2 separate regions of the Macaca mulatta genome follow, and region 1 is linked to region 2. Evidence: chromatin contacts called from public Hi-C data. All regions are on one chromosome and are shown on one strand. Each heading gives the region's core, a stretch centred on a gene start, on an enhancer-like site or on the middle of the called end of the contact. The rest is flanking DNA. Distances are from core to core; before and after follow the strand shown. Region 1 holds the start of RNF149 (ring finger protein 149). Region 2 holds the start of CNOT11 (CCR4-NOT transcription complex subunit 11).

Region 1 (5,528 bases), core at 691-3,190, 55 kb after region 2:
TACTTCCTCTCAACAGTCCTTCAGCTGGCTACTTTTCCCATCACTTCACAAAATAGGCAAATCCAAGGTTATTTTTCTGTCCTCACTTTACTGTTAGGTCCTGAACTTGTATTCAGGACGCCAAAATAGAGCAAAAAACAGAAGTATAGGAAAAATAATGTCTGACTTAGTAGCAGTGGAAACAAACACAAAAAAAATTAACCACATTAAGCTGAGACTGAGTCAACTAGTTGTGTGATGCCTAAGTGGTTATCTTACATAACAGAATATGTTCACTCTCTGTGTACTGGTCGTTATTTTACCCGGAACTTAGTTTTAAGGATATTTTGCAAAATAAGACTTAAACTACGACTACTGCCTGAAGATACAACCTGCTGCCCTAGGGAATAGTATGTGTAGGAAGGGTTGCCTGGCAAATAGCAAGGTCTTATTATTATTATTATTATTTTTCTTGAGGTCTTGCTCTCTCGCCCAGGCTGGAGTACAGTGGCACAATCACAGCTCTCACTACAGTCTCGACCTCCTGGGCTCAAGTGATTCTCCCATCTCAGCCTCCTGAGTGCCTGGGACTACAGGTGGGCGCCACCCTGCCCACGCGATTTTTAAAAATTTTTATAGGATGGTGTCTCACTATGTGCGCCAGGCTGGTCTCGCACTCCTGGCCTCAAGCGATCCTCCCACCTCGGCCTCCCAAAGTGCTGGGATTACAGGTCCCAAGGTCTTGTCTGGAATGAATACAGTAATTTCAAAATTTTGATCGTAACTCAAGACTCACTGAATCTGACCGGCAGTAGAGCCAGTGTTATAACCCTAAATTTAGCAAGTCAGAAAGCACAGGTCAAGGTTTACTGACTCAGTCAGATGCAGGTTTTCTGACTCAGAGTTTAGAATATTCAGACATGATTCAAGAAAGCGAAGAAACCAGAGTGCCAACGAGCCATCACCTTATGTTGATGAAGGGACAACCGATCCTGGGGCGCGCTGGGTTAAGAGCTTGGATTCCTACTCACCCCTCCAACTTTTGGAAGCGGTGAATGGAAAGGGGACCATGATTAGGAATCTAAGATTTCCCCACCTGTTAGAACCACAAGGCTCCTTCTGTGGATTTTAACGTCTTTTGTACTCCCTTCACCCCATGGATCAAAGGCGAAGATCATATCTCGTCTGCAGACTTACCTCCCTCCCAACAGCGCTCGGGGAGCCGCACCGAGCAAATGAGGGCTTCCCTGAGAGTTCCAACAGCTAGAGGCCTGAGAATCGTGCCAGGCCCGCTTGGCGGCCTGCGGTTCAGGGCCAACCCTGAAGACCCCAGCCTCGGTGGCCGCGCATAAGTCCCCCTCCCGTCCTCGCGCCCCGGCCTGCTCACCCGCATGGGACATGGGCATGGTGAGGTTCCCGTAGCGCTCCTCGTTGTAGAGGACCACGGCCGAGGCGTTCCTCCGCGCCGCCACCAGCACCTTGTCCTTGAAGGTGCAGCCCCCGCGAGCCACCAGGGCGACCCAGGGCGCGGCCCCTCGGCCGCCGGGCTCGGGCACGAAGAAGCGCGTGTTGGGCGCGCAGCCCTCGGGGTCTCCGCCGGGCGCCCACGGGACGCCCACCAGGCCCTGAGCGCCCTCCTTGGGCGAGCTGTCGCCGAAGCGGCCGCTCTCCGAGACGCTCCACACCGTCAGGTTGGTCTGCGGGTCCACGTACTCGATGCTCACCACGGCCGAGAACCACTCGAGAGCCCGGCCCCGGGCCCCGGGCGCGCACAGGGCCAGGGCGAGCAACGCCAGAGCCAGCCCGCCGCGGGCCCCAACGCCGGCCTCGGGCCGCCGCCACGCCATGGCAGCACAGCTGAGGTGACTAGGGGCAGGCGGGGGGTCACGCGCGAGTGCTGTGAGGCCGCGGAGCGCAGAGAAGCTGGCGCCCACCGCCGCCCGGGAAGACTGAGGCGGGGTCGGGGCCCTGGCCGCTGCGCACGCGCACTTGGCGGAGCGGACGAGGGGCGTGACTAGCCCTGGCCCCGCCCTCGCCCGATCAGCCGCGCAGTACGCAGGCGTAAGCTCCGCTGAGCCACGGACCGCGAGCCGTTCCGGGCTCTCGGGCGCCTGTGGGCGGAGGCGGGGCGCGCAGCCTATACCACAGTTTGCGCCACGGCTGACCCCTTGGCCAGGGGCCGAGTTTGCGCAACAGGACGACTAGCATCCCCGAAGTGAGGGGAAGTAACTCCAGAGAAACGGGAAGCTTCCCTGAAAGCAGGCGTGGACCGCGGTTCAGTAAAATCGCTTAACAGATGTTTGTGGAGAGTTTATTGTGCAAGGCACATGGCAGAGGCCTTGTGTAAATCGTTTCAAAGTTAATTAGCCAAACCTGTTGGCGTCCGCCGGTAGTTCCCACTCGGGAGGCCGAGGTGGGAAGATCACCTGAGCCCCGCAGGTGGAGGCTGCATTGAGCCGAGATCACCACTCCTCTCCAGCCTGGGCGACTGGAGAGGCAATTAAAAAAAAAAAAAAAAAAACCAAAGTTACGCACACACTATCCAACTGCCTTTTGCTACCAATATTATGGTGCTAGTTGATTCCTTACAGCTTAAGTATATTTACATCAGCCATTTTTGTTACAGTGTTTTATGTGTAATCTGTAATTTTGAAATAATCAGGCATAGGCATACAACATAAGTGTCATTTAGGTAGTCTGATGCCTGCTACTGATGACATACAACGTAAGTGCTCATTTGGGCATCAGACTACCTAAATGAACACCTATGTTGTATGTCAATAAAAAAGGGAAAAGGATTTGTTGTTTGGATATCAATACCCAGTGATACAGAATCCATGTAAAACTACTGTGAGTACAAAGCCTACTGCTGTCAGAAAGGAAGTTCAGAACATTGGTTTCAGATAGACTCATCTTCCCGTGTTAAGGGTCTATAACTGTAGGAAGTAGGTTGTTGCCGCCCGCATCACGTGTTTTTTTGTTTTGTTTTGTTTTGTTTTGTTTTGACAGAGTCTCGCTCTGTTGCCCAGGCTGGAGTGCAGTGGCGCGATCTTGGTTCACTGCAACCTCTGCCTCCCAGGTGCAAGCGATTCTCCTGCCTCAGGCTCCAGAGTAGGTGGGATTACAGGAGGGCGCCACCCACCTAATTTTTGTATTTTTAGTAGAAACAGGGTTTTGCAATGTTGGCCAGGCTGATCTTGAACTCCTGACCACAGCCTCCCGAAGTGCTGGGATTACAGGCCCGAGTCAGTGCCCCCGGCCTGCATCATATGTTTTTTGTTGGGCCTTAAACCCTCTCCATTTCCGCTTTGCTGCTGTCTTTCTTGGACTGTCTCTGTGCTCCAAAATGCAGTCTGACCCATAGCCTGTAAGTTTTCCATGAAGTTGGATCTCCTCTCCTTTCCCGTCAGGAAACTGAATTTTAAAAGGCCCAAAGGGCCTCAGGCTTAAATTATCGTGGTCTATGCAGGCTGCGAACGGGTTTTAGGGACGCCTCAACCACCACCCTTTATGCTGCAGCAAAACAAATACTGTAGTTCCCAAAAACGTGTCCTTGCAGTTTCATGTTATGTCTTGCAAATTCATTTACTTCTTTCTCCAGTGACCTGCTCCTGGCTCTTGTCCCAGCAAACACTAAGTTAGTCTTCAAGTGTTAACTCAAAAGCTATTTTTTTTGGTGAAACCCGCCTTGGGTAACTACGGGCAAACTTGGGTTCTCCTCCAGTTTTCCATGTTGCTTGTGTATGTTTGTACATTCATGCTGTAGCAGCAATACTGCTTTCCAAGTTTTGGGCCTTCTTTTAATGTTGTGAACTTCGCAAGGGCTAGGATTGTGTCCTCGGTCTTTTCATGAGCCTACCTCAACTAGCACAGTGTTGTATGTGTAATTGATAAGTAATTGATAATTTCTGAAATAGGCAGAATAGCTTTTTTTTTTTTTTTTTTTTTTTTTTTTTTTACTGCTCAGAGTTCAGTACTCAGGATTGGTTACAGGCTTGTTGAGCAAAGTCCAGCAAGCTAATAGGAACAGACGTTGCAGCTGTTGAGCTCAGCACAGTTCCTTGGTCTTTATGTTTTTATTACTAGCTCCAGGCCTCAGTTGGTTTTCCTTGATCCAAAGTTGCCACCACTACCTCAAATCTTCAGGACCTTCTTTCCCTACACTGGCTGCCAGGGGCCTTCAGTCTGGTTAATTCCCCTTCCGTACTGCCCCAGAAGAAAAACTAACAAGCCTTCCACTTCACTCTTTGGTGTGGGGAGGGAGAGAAAGGGTGCGAGAGGTGTCATTATCTTTTCTTTTAATCATTTTATTGTAGAAACTTTCAGATACTTTCAAAAGTAGAGAGACTGGTATAAGAAACGTTATGCACTTGTAACTTAGATTCAACAATGATCTGTAACCATAATAGGTCTATTGCCTGAAGCACATGGTGAGTCAAAACACTGATACACCAGATTGCAGCAGAGAGAGGTTTAATTGTAGAGCTGCTGAACGAGGAGATGAGAGAAACCTCAAATCCATCTCCCAGAGGAGTTTGGGACTAGGGTTCTTAAGAGTTTTGGAGTGGGCTAAAGTGTGGAAATCATTGGTTGGATGATTGAAGAGTGCAGAGTGTAAAATCATGGGATAGGGAGCTGAAGAAATCGTATTCTCATGATGATTCTGTTCCCCTGTGGGGGCCTTCAGATTGGTTGGCATCATCTGTTTTACTGGAATTAGGGATCCCAGAAACATCATAAGCAATTCTTAAACAAAAGCCTTCTGATGCTAACGTTAGAAGTCCTATCAATAGGAAGAATGGGGCTACAAACAGTCAGTGTCTACTGACACATGACTTGTGGTTACAAGGAAGTGGGTCAAAGTGCCGCCTGATTACTGCTTACCCATAACTATATTTCTATCCAGAATTCTTGTTAAACCTGTGAAGATTGCTTCAGATCAACTCACGGCTAATTTGATTTCAAGTATATACCTGACCACTTCCTATCTCCTCTGATGGAGTACTTTGAAGGTGTGAAATTAAATAATTCAAACTTAAAGCTGTTGGAACTTGAAAGTATTCTGAGTCTTGAAAGGGATGTGGCTATGTGACCTGAGTCACGTGGCATGCAGCTGCAACTTCTGTTTTTTTTCCTGTAAATAATTGGAAAGGCCAAGCAGCACCAGAGATAAGACCCCCCACAGATTTTTACCCCTCTTCACACAGTAGTAAATTAATAAATAAATCCTCCTTGAAATGTAGCAATCAAATATTTGTAGTTATCAAATAACTATAACATATGCACTGGTCTGATATGGAAAATATTTAATCCTGCTAAAACTTCTCCGTCTCTACCTACACAAGTAAAACCTTAACTTTTCTACTTTGGAACACTGACCCTGCTTATTTGGACTCTGTGTTTCTCTATGGCCATCTTTAAGCTTTGCACTTGAATTATAGAATTTTTCTATAATTAACTATATGTTCTGAATCTCATGAGTTAAGATTGACAAAGGAAATCCAAGATATTATATCATTTTATTTGTAAACATTTTAATATGTACCTTT
Region 2 (5,676 bases), core at 904-3,403:
GAGACAGTCTTGCTCTGTCGCCCAGGCTACGGAGCAGTGGTGAGATCTTGGCTCACTGCAACCTCCGCCTCCCAGGTTCAAACCATTCTTCTGCCTCATCCTCCCAAGTAGCTGGGATTACAGGCAGGAGCCGCCATGCCCAGCTTATTTTTGTATTTTTAGTAGAGACAGGGTTTCACCATGGCCAGGCTGGTCTCAAACTCCTGGCCTCAAGTGATCCACCCATCTTGGTCTCCCAAAATGCTGGGATTACAGGCGTGAGCCACCATGTCCAGCCCCTATAATAAAAAATTAATGAGAGTACTTTTGAGCTAATTTGAATCAGTTCCTCAGGTTACCACATTATATCTGCTGCTGTTAGGAACGTTAATTGAAAGGATCTTTCTGAAGGGCAATTTAGCAGTAAATTGAAGAAGCCTTTAAAATTCAGTAGATATCACACCTGTTCACCCAGCAATTTCTCTTCCTTAAATTTTTCTTAAGAATTGAGGTGGCAAACCAAATACTACACTTCTCACTTGTAAGTGGGAGCTAAGCTATGAGGATGCAAAGACATAAGAATGATATAATGGACTTTGAGGAGTCCGCAGGGGCAGGAGGGGGGATACGTGGGACGGGTGTGAGGGATAAAAAACTACATTTTGGATATTGTCACGCGCGTCCGTGAAGAGACCACCAAACAAGCTGTGTGAGCAATAAAAGTAGTGGAAAATTACAGTCAAAGCGGGTTGTTCTCTGGCCAGCAGGGGTGGGGGCCATAAGGTGCTCAGTGGGGGAGCTTCTGAGCCAGGAGAAGGGATTTCACAAGGTAATGTCATCAGTTAAGGCAGGAACCGGCCATTTTCACTTCTTTTGTGATTCTTCAGTTACTTCAGGCCATCTGGATGTATATGTGAAGGGTTGGGCTCAAAGGCCTGACAGGTACAGTGTACACTGCTCTGGTGACGGGTGCACGAAAATCTCGGAAATCACTACTCAAAACTTATCCATGTAACCAAAAACCACCTGTACCCCCAAAACTACTGAAATACAAGTTTTAAAAAGATGAAAAAAAAAATAAAATTTCTCCCCAAAAACACATAAAATAAAAATACGTTTTAAAAAAGAATTGAGATGGCGCTTAACTAGATAATTAAGAATCGCTGGTGGTAATCACTGGTGAAATACATGCACGTTTCTGTAGGTTTAGGGACGGGCAAGTCTGGGAAATGCCACCTGGTGGTTCTCAGCCCAGACTACACCTCAGCCTCACCTGAAGAGGCGGGGTTTATTAATACCTGACTCATCTCTGGGGGTGGGACCAGGTATTTGCAACGCCTCCCCGTGGGTTTCTAATGCACCGCTAAGTGCCCAGGATAAGCACCCTAGGGCAGTCTAAGGAAAACGTGGCACAGCAAACAATTTTGTACATGAATATTAACTGGAGACATGTTCTTGAAATCGTGTTAAGAGGGAAAAAACCATGTACAAAAAAGCTCATAGCGCAGTACGATTCCATTTCTGCAATAAAAGAGTGTAAGACTAGAAATTAACCGTGGTTACGAGAAATGCGTGGCATCTTTTTCATTTACTATATTAAAAAAAATGTTTGAGACAGAGCGCCCAGACTGGAGTGCAGTGGTGATGACAGCTCACTGCAGCCTGGGACTCCCAGGCTCCAGCGACCCTCTCGCCTAGGACACTCAAAGCGCTGGGACTACAGGCACGCGCCACCGCGCCCCGCCGGCCTTTACAATATTTTTACGACGAATACTTATGGATGTTATGTTAAGAAAATAGTTAACATCCGAGGTGCGTTTTTGCAAGTAATAACGTAGATAGCATTTACTGGGACCGTCTGGCACCAGGCACTGTCCTAGGGACCGCCAAGGTGCGGCTTTCGCTTGCAGTTGCGCCGACGCACGCGGGCCCCGGGCGCTCCTGCCGGGGAACCTCAGCCGACCTAGCCCTGAAGGCCGCCAGCCCGACCTCTCACCGCGCCTCCCTTCCCGGGCCCCGCCCCCGCTTCCTGCCAATTCGCCCCGCCTACCCCGCGTCTCCGCATCCTCTTCCTGGCTTCGCTCCATCAGCCTCGCTTTCGCTGGGCGCTGTCCCTTTCCGCGGCGGTCTGGTTTCCCCGACGTGTTTTGTTTGCGACGCTGTCGTGTAACAGCGCGCTTTACGGCCGCGGGGACGGAGCGAGCCGGCGCCAGGGCCCCTCGGGCCGGGAAGAGGGGAAGGGGAGCGAGGTTGATGCCCGGCGGAGGGGCGAGCGCGGCGTCTTGCCGGCTTCTCACCGCCGCGGAGCAAAGAGTGTCCCGGGAAGCGGCAGGGTCGGCGTCCAGGAGCGGCTTCGGGGGCTCCGGCGGCGGCAGAGGCGGAGCAAGCGGCCCCGGGTCCGGGAGCGGAGGCCCTGGGGGCCCCGCAGGCAGGATGAGCTTGACCCCGAAGGAACTCTCGAGCCTGCTCAGCATCATATCGGAGGAGGCGGGCGGCGGCAGCACCTTCGAGGGCCTGTCCACCGCCTTCCATCACTACTTCAGCAAGGCCGACCACTTCCGCCTGGGTTCGGTGCTCGTCATGCTGCTCCAGCAGCCGGACCTGCTGCCCAGCGCGGCGCAGCGTCTCACGGCGCTCTACCTGCTCTGGGAGATGTACCGCACCGAGCCGCTGGCCGCAAACCCCTTCGCCGCCAGCTTCGCGCACCTGCTCAACCCCGCGCCGCCCGCCCGCGGCGGTCAGGAGCCCGACCGCCCTCCGCTCTCAGGTACCTGCTGAAGCCAGCTGTGCCGTGTGGAATGCGTTAGATTCCGCAGCTTTCCACCCGCGCTGCTGGGAGCTCACCTGAAAGGGAAATTAACTATCCGTGTGAACTGATAATCCTCTTTTTCCGCCTCCCTTTGCGTTCCCACGCCCCTCACTCCCTCCCCGCCTTAACTCTAAAGAATGGAGAGGTGGTAGCTTAATTGCAAGTTCGTGACACCGAAAATAATTTCTCTATACACCCCATCACATCATAGAGCTCAGTGTAGGTCTTGACATGTTTAGTGTCTCAAATACGGTTCGTTCTTCGAAAGCCCGTCTGTGGTGTGTGAAGTTAAAACCAACGATAAGACTAGATCTGTCCCCGGTTTTTAGTCTCAAAGGAGTACGTAGAAGTCAGTACTAAGAAGCTGAAGAAGTTGTGGGCGGAAATACACGTGAAACACCATTAAAGACTTTGCAGCCGCCTGCCTTAGCCTGTTAGGGATGGGGGCAGAGGATAGAAAGTCTCAAATTGATGATCTCGCGATTGGAAACGCATGACTTACTGGACATTATGTAAAGTGCATTCATGGTATAAATTATGTAAAATATATTTACCATTGTGTGGCATTGGTGAGATCAAACTAGTAGGTTGGATGCGAGGCTACATTTTTTTGTTTTTAAGCTCAAACAGGGGATGCTTTATGTGGATTTGCTTTGGGAGAAGACTTGCAGTCAGAAAACAAAAATGGCGTGGTGACAAGGGACCTGAAGGATTTAGGGACCAGTGTAGTGGAGGAAGCACATAGCTAGAGATAGGTAACAGCTTGATCTTACATTCCTTAACCAGCACAGGTAGGGCCTGCTATACAGTGAGTCAAGGCTAAGGCAGCAGATTTTGAGGTGACACCAGGAGTTTGTTTTTATGGTACAGGAGGGCCGCATTTCTAGTTAGCGTTCCTGCCTGGCACCCCGTCAGGATCTCTGATTGGTGTCCTGTAGTGCCCTTATCTAAGAAGGGCAACCTTTTGTATTGGCTGAGATGCCGTTAGGGTACAGGTACTTAACCTGCTTTTAAGAAGCTTGTGACTGCCCAGAAAGTGAATGTAACACAGGTTTGTGGTCAAAACCCACCACCTAGGCCTGGCGAGGTGGCTCACGCCTATAATATCAGCGCTTCTGGAGGCCGAAGTGGTGGAGGTTGGGGGTTGGGAATTGCTTGAGGCCAGGAGTTTGAAACCATGCTGGGCAACATAGTAAGACCCTGTCTACAAAAAATAAAAAATAAAAATTGTTGGGCATGGGTGGCTCACACCTGTAGTCCCAGCTGCTCAGGAGTTTGAGGCAGAAGGATCACTTCAGCCTAGGAGTTTGAGGCTGCAGTGAGTTAGGGTGACAGCGAGACCCTGCTTCTAAACACACACACACACACACACAAAGAGACAACCACCACCCTGGGGTGCTGGTATTAGAGGATTGGGACACTATGGGATTTAGGTCAGAGGGCCCTTTGAATTCTGAAGAACAAGTGAGGCAAGGGAACTGTGACTTATTAATGTCATTCTCATATACAGTGAATCTAAACCCACACCTAGTCCGTAGACTGCATTGTACACACAGATTTGCCATGGGTGGGATGGCAGTTGCCAGAGAAAGAATCCATGGATGGATTATATTTAACCGTTTTGTGCCTCAGATTCCTCATCTGTAAAATGCAAATAGTAACAATTGCCAGCTGGTAGAGTTGTTACAAAGAATAAAAGTACCTGTGAGTGTTACCCACTATTATTACCATTATTAAAGTAGGTAGGGATGGTGTGTAGGTAACATAGAAAAATATCAGTGCCAACACCCCACTCCCAGAGCTGCTGCTGTTTTCTGTTTAGGGTAAGACATTTAGTGGGTATGTCTTCAGAATGCTTTTCAGATGACTCTGAACTGAGGCAGGACTGCGATTGTGTAATGCTGGGTAGTACAGAGGAAGGAAGGACCACCCATGGAGCCAGAGAGATTCTCGGAAGGAGTGATACTTTTGCTGGATATTGATTAGGGATGCAGGTGCGAGGGCAGGAGTGACTCTGCCAGGTATTACTAAAGAACTGGGTGTAAAGCCGTGTGCGGTGGCTCATGCCTGCAATCCTAGCACTTCGGGAGGCCGAGGCAGGCAGATCACTTGAGGCCAGGAGTTCAAAACCAGCCTGGCCAACATGATGAAACCCCATCTCTACCAAAAATACAAAAATCAGCCCAGCATGATGGTGCACTCCTGTAATCCCAGCTACTGAGGAGTCTGAGGCAGGAGAATTGCTTGAACCTGGGAGTCGGAGGCTGCAGTGAGCTGAGATCGCACCACTGCACTCCAGCCTGGGCAACAGTGAGACTGCCTCAAAGCAAAAAAAGGAACTGGGTGTAGAAGTTGAGGGATTTTGTGCAACTGGGGTGTAGGGTACATGGATGGGACAGAAAGTCAAGAAGTGAGATTAGGAAGGTGCGTTGGGACCGTATTATGAAGGGTCTTGTAACGGTATAAAAATCTGGGTTTAATTCTGTGTAAACAGGTTAAGTAATGTGATCAGATCTGCACTCTAGAGATATAACTAAATGGTAAGAGGAAGTGTGGACTATGGGTGGTGAGTGGGCAGGGGTCAAAACTGGGAGCTGGGGAAGTCAGTAGAGGGGGCAAGAGTACTCCAGGCAAGAGAGGAGTGGGGACTAGAGCTGAGGGAATGCAGCCTGTTGACATTGCTGCAGTGGGAGAGATGAGGCTTGATGAGCAATCGAACATGGGACAAAAGGGAAGGAACATTCAGCCTTGTGGGAATTTGTAAACTGCATTGTGTGTTGAATCAGGTAGTGTATTTGGATTGCTACTGGTTGCTCTTCTATTTATTCCACTTTACACAGTGGAAACAGAGAAGAAAGAAAAGCATGTCTGAGCACTGTAGTGTTGTC

Evidence for each region. Hi-C and Micro-C count contacts between places; a contact is called where the count stands out from the background.
Region 1: a Hi-C map of CD4 T cells shows a contact between it and region 2, with 3 times the contacts expected there. The contact joins the promoter of RNF149 here to the promoter of CNOT11 in region 2. A contact is called at or near these places in 2 of 14 Hi-C or Micro-C datasets (CD4 T cells and liver).

What each region holds. Positions count from the first base shown.
Region 1 is chr13:9,461,099-9,466,626 of T2T-MMU8v2.0, forward strand. RNF149 (ring finger protein 149) reads right to left here and starts at 1,941. Exons shown (of 8, transcript XR_001439245.3): 1 at 1,367-1,941.
Region 2 is chr13:9,406,060-9,411,735 of T2T-MMU8v2.0, forward strand. It overlaps CNOT11 (CCR4-NOT transcription complex subunit 11), which reads left to right and starts at 2,154. Exons shown (of 7, transcript XM_015112970.3): 1 at 2,154-2,746. The coding sequence starts at 2,233.